Linked DNA regions of Oryctolagus cuniculus: region 2 is linked to region 1. A link is a contact called in public Hi-C data. All regions are on one chromosome and are shown on one strand. The core of a region is the stretch at or near the end of the contact, and the rest is flanking DNA. Distances in the headings are between cores, read along the strand shown.

Region 1 (2,700 bases), core at 195-2,694:
CTCATAATGCAGCCAACAATGGTTTCACGTCTGGGCAAAATTCCCTGGAAAATTTCCAAGTGTCCCTGCACATAGTGTCTGGTAAAAAATGCAAGCAGTGCAGACTGTCTCCAGCAGATGGAGCCACTAACCAAAGGTCATTAGATACTTAACAGTGTCTCTCTGGTTTTCTAAGACAGTGAGAGGAACAATTGACATCAATAACTAAGCTACTCACTGTAGCATGCTGAAAAGGAAGGGGAAAATACCACAAATAGATACCATGCAAAAAGCTCAGGGATTGAGAGAAAGGAATTTAATTTTTACCTGTTGTGAAAATCATGACTGGGACCAGTGTTGTACCCAGCAGGTTAAGCTATATGCAATATGAGCATCCCATATCAGAGTGCCAATTGAGTGCTGCTGTGCTTCTGATCCAGCTTCCTGCTAATGTGCCTAGGAGGTAGCAGATGGTGGCCCAAGTGCTTGGATTCCTGCCACCCACATGAGAGACCAGATGGAGCTCTCTTGGCTTCTAGCTTTGGCCTGACCCAGCCCCACTGTTGTAGCTATCTGGAGCATGAACCAGTAAATGGAAGATCTCTATTTCTCTTGCTCTCGCTCTCAATCTCGCTCTCTGTGTGTGTGGATGTGTCTCTCCTTCTTTCTGTCACTTTGCCTTTCAAGTAAATAAATAAATACTTAAAAGACAAAGATATCTAATGGTCAGATAATCAAGTGTGGGGAATTCTCACTTAACCTGACAACCAGGATTCTTGTTCAGACTGGACTCTACAAGGACAGAGAGAGATGTCAAGGTTGGGCCCAGTGAGAAAGGACTCAGAAGTTGAACTGGAGTTTTGGTAAAAGGAGAGCCTTTGTCAGCCTCAGTCAAATTTTGAAAAAAAAAAAAAAAAAAAAAACAATCACATGAAAAATCTGCACCTTAACCCCATCACCATTGGATCTTTATATTCCCCCAATGTGATTTTAGCTCTGTGGTCTCCAGCAGGTTTCAGAATCAGAGGAATGGCCATTACAGAGTCCCAGAGAGGTCCCATCTACTGCCACTTTGCCTGCACACATCCATGAGGTCTCCCCAGCCAGGGTCTGGCCCAGAGGACCTTGATCCCTCACTAGTGATCACCTTGATTAATCTGCCTACCCACAGCCTCCGGAGATTGTGGATAGGATTTCTCATTGTAATCTTGGTCTTCTAGCCTTTGAAATTGCTCCAAGCTGGAGTATACACAGAGGGCTTGTTTAGAGGACTTTAACATCAGGACCCTCAGGTGGTCCCCTTGGCCCACCCAGTCTGCAGCCACACTTCGCCCACATCTTTGTTTCAACACCATCAGGGTCTGCCATATTCATCCCGTTTTGCAATAATCATCCGAAACCTTCCAACTGATGGGGTGACTCACTCTTCCGTGTCTCCCCACTTGCTGGTTTCTTTACTGACCCTGATACATTAAGAACCATTAGTCAGCCTTCTCAGAGTGCTGTTTGATCTTGCAGCCATAAGATCACACTGAATGCCCTTACAGAAGAGGCTCCTCCCTTAATCACATTATTTACCTTAATTTGGGAGGTTGGCACAGTCAGCACTCGAATCGCATCAGCAGCTTCCTGTGGGTGTCCCACCTGGCAGTCTCAGGGGAAGTACACTTTACGGTGGTTTTGATCCAGTGCATTGGAGTTGTCCCCTCCTGTGTGTCTGGACCATGGAGAGTCATCTGTGATTACTTAGTAGGGGACTACAGGCCTTGCGTCAACCTAGACTTGTTATTCCACTCGGCAGCAGCATTTAAAGTCAAAGCACTGTCCCTGATTAGTCACTCGGACATCCCATTTTATTAGTTCCTTGGGAATACTGGTCTACAAAATGATGCAGCTCTTTCATACCAGGCCACTGAGTTTCAGTCACTTCTTGGTTTTTGACCTCCCCGGCGACTGCCTACTCAGAAGGCTGGGCAGTGCTTTCTGTTGTCCCACCATAACTTCTCCCTTTGTGGGTGGCTCTGAGGCTAGTGGTCAAAACTTGGAATAGTGGCACTCAGCCCGACAACAAAGTCTCATGCAGCACTTCCTTTTCCTTTCACATTAGCGATTAGAAATAGCAGTAATAAGGAATTGTACGTTTAGCAAGCATTTTCTTTTTCCTTCCTTGCATGGCCAACAAGCCAACTCCTTGGGAGACAGGGCTACCACCACTTATACATTCTGCTAGTAACTTACACCCTTACAGATCGGCCTCAGCAGGCTGCAGTTTCATACTACAGGTGACTAGGTAGCGATGTTTTTTAGCTGTCTCTCTTCCTTTGATTTTAACAAATGAATATTTCTATAAGAGTTTACGTCTGATTTGCAAATCAACTCAAATATATTTACAATAACTTTTGCTATCAGTAGGTGTGGTTTTGTTTTTAATGCATCTTAAGATATTTCTTCTGTCAACAGCAGTCTAGATTTATATTCATACAAAAGTCTCTCCCAGAATTTTTTGAGAATAAGTTACTGGATGCCCAAGAGTCTTAACTTATTCTTCTTACTATTCCCTGAGCAAACGTGCATTTTGCACTTCCAGTAGCAGAAAGCACAATGCAGTGAACATGATAGGCATTCAAATGAATTAATAAACGAATGAGTTAATGAGATTGATTTCTTCATTCTCAAGGTTCTTGGAAGCATCAATTAAACTGCTGACTCTCTTTAGGGTCC
Region 2 (2,700 bases), core at 109-2,608, 180 kb before region 1:
CCCATGTGGATGCAGGGTCCCAAGCACTTTGGCCACCTTCCACTGCTTTCCCAGGTCCATTAGCAGGGAGCTGGATCAGAAGTGGAGCAGCTGGGACATGAACCAGTGTCTGCACTGGTGCAGGTGGGAGCTTAGCCTGCTACATCACAGCACCAGTGCTGGAGATGAATTTTTTTTTTTTATTTGAGAGGTAGAGTCACAGACAGAGGGAGAGACAAAGAGAAAGATCTATCCATTGATTCAATCCGAAGCCAGGAGCCAGGAGCTTCTTCTCCATGCGAGTGCAGGGGCTCAAGCACTTGGACCATCTCCCACTGCTTTCCCAGGCCACAGCAGAGAGCTGGATCAGAAGTGGAGCAGCAGGGACTAGAACCGGTGTCCATATGGGATGCCAGCACCGCAGGCAGAGGATTAACCTACTGCGCCACAGCACCAGCCCAGAGATGACTTTTAAAGTATAAGACAGACTACTGTGGTGCTTAATAGTGGCTCTTTTCCCAGAACACAAATGGTTGAGGATTTTGGGAAACAAAAGGATGGGGGGCAAATTTCCGACCTGGCCTGAGCCAGGCTCAGGTGGCTCACTATTGTCAGTGATTAACATAGGGTGCAAGAGGAGAGTCAGAAAAAGTCCAGAAAAATGGCCAGGACTCTGGACTGTGGACTACGCAGGGGCAGAAGAGCGTTTCCAATACCCTGTTAAGTTTAGTGCCTGAGGGCTTTGTGTTAAATGACAAAAGACGACCAGGAGAAAAGATTTACTTCACATATATGTGGGACTTCACAACAAAGAGGTAAAAATCCAAAGGACTGGGAGTCATTTTGATGAAGGACAAAACTGTATAGGAGCAAGTTAACAAAGGAGGAAGGGGCCTGGGTTTCTAGAGGTGGTAAATACCTGGAGGACACTCATGGAAGATCAGGATTGTTTTGACAAGGTTATTTGTGCAGATTCAAGTTGGTGCTGACTTTCTTTCTCTCGTGGTAAGGGCTATGCTGCTACGAGAGAGGGGAAGGAGACGTCCTACTGCTTCAAGTGAAATTCAGGCTTCGCTTTTAGGCAGAAACTAGACTAGACAGTGCCTCTGGTGTCTGCTGTTTCATATTTGCTTCAGCTCCAAATAACCTTTATGCAAAGTGACACAAGCTGGAGTGACATATTCTGACCCCTTCCACCTAGGTGGGCAGTGCCATCATTTAGGGTAGAGCCGTAGAAAAGAGTCCGTGCTGAGGTGGGTGTTTGGTGCGGCGGTTAAGTTGCCACTGGGATGCCCGCATAGCATTTCACAGTGCCTGGGCTGCAGCCCTGCCTCCACTCCCCTGTCCAGCTGCCTGCTAATGCACATTGCCGGAAGGCAGCAGGTTGATGGCCCAAGTGCTGTGTCCCTGTCACCCACAGTGCAGGCCTAGGTAGCGTTGCAGGATCCTGGCTTCTGCCGGACCCAGCCCTGACTGTTTCGGGCATTTGCCAAGTGAAGCAGTGGCTGGAAGATGTCTCTCTGTCTCTTTGCCTTACCAACAAATGACTGGTGTGTCCTGTTTAGTATATTGAGTCTCAGAATTTTGGAGGCCTCTAGGTGGAGATGTTGAGCCACTGGGATACAAAGATTTGGCTCGATTACCTCAGAAATCCAACAGGCAAGGGAAGGCGGCAGCCGTGCTGCTAGGATTATCCAGGTAATGTGAGAAGAGGGGGGAAAAGAAGGAAAAGGAGTTCTATTTATATAACAAAGAAAGGGCAAGCAGTTCAGAACCCACGACCCAAGAACTTTTCCCTCCTTACGGTTGTCTCCTGAGGGAGCTCTCCCTAAAATTGCACCCTTCATCAAGGATTTAGAAAGAAATGGAATGGAGGAAGGGACGTGGTATCAGGAAAGAGCCCCACCTCCGGAAGCAACAAATGTAACAGGCAATCTGGAACACAGAAAACTTTTGATCCCTCTTTCTGTAGCCCTGGCTCGAATGTTTATCCTCTCTCATTCTCAGTCTTACAAAGCTTTGTCTTTGTGCCTTTTGTACTGAAATTCCTCCACCACTACATGGGTCTGCTATCATGGATCATTCATTTTCCATACCTGTGGCCATCTTCTTCCACCCGGTGAACCCTTCTGAGTGTCGATTTCTTCCAGGTCTGCTAGACAGTCCTGTTTAAAATCCTAATCTAACTCTGGTATCCCTTTGTTTTAAAACCTTTTAGGAGCTCCTGGGGATGAGATTATATTTTCTTTTCACCAGACCTGATTTAGTTTATTTGGAAAACAGAAGGGTCGGCATTGTGGCATAACAAGTTAAGCCATGGCCTGCAATGTTGGCATTCCATGTGGGCAATGCTAGTTGCTCCTCTTCCAATCCAGCACCCTGCTAATGCTCCTGGGAAAGTAGCGGGAGATGGCCCGAGTCCTTGGACCCCTGAGCCCACGTGGGAGACCTGGAGGAAGTTTCTGGCTCCTGGCTTCGGCCTTGCCAAACCCCAGCTGTTGCTGCCATTTGGGGGTTAAACCAGCAGATGCAAGATCTCTCTTTCTGTCCCCCTCTCTCTGTAGCTCTGACTTTAAAATAAACTAATTAATTTTAAAAACTATGTTTTTATTAAAATTCTTGATATCTAGAAGTGGAGTCCTCTAGTTTTGTGATTCTTCTTCAGGATAACCTTGGCTCTTCCTTGCATTTTGAATTTCCATATAAATTTGAAACTGTTTG

What was found. Hi-C and Micro-C count contacts between places; a contact is called where the count stands out from the background.
Region 2: a contact with region 1 is called in a Hi-C map of an unstated tissue, with 4 times the contacts expected there. The contact joins two enhancer-like sites. A contact is called at or near these places in 3 of 6 Hi-C or Micro-C datasets (ear pinna, psoas muscle and an unstated tissue).

What each region holds. Positions count from the first base shown.
Region 1 is chr9:101,194,670-101,197,369 of mOryCun1.1, reverse strand. No RefSeq gene overlaps it. Among named protein-coding and RNA genes, the nearest start is that of KLRG1, 95 kb to the left of the region's middle. Within about 2 kb of position 1,444, at least 1 of the 8 cell types and tissues checked has an H3K27ac peak or open chromatin away from gene starts, as enhancers often do.
Region 2 is chr9:101,372,384-101,375,083 of mOryCun1.1, reverse strand. No RefSeq gene overlaps it. Among named protein-coding and RNA genes, the nearest start is that of PHC1, 32 kb to the right of the region's middle. Within about 2 kb of position 1,358, at least 1 of the 8 cell types and tissues checked has an H3K27ac peak or open chromatin away from gene starts, as enhancers often do.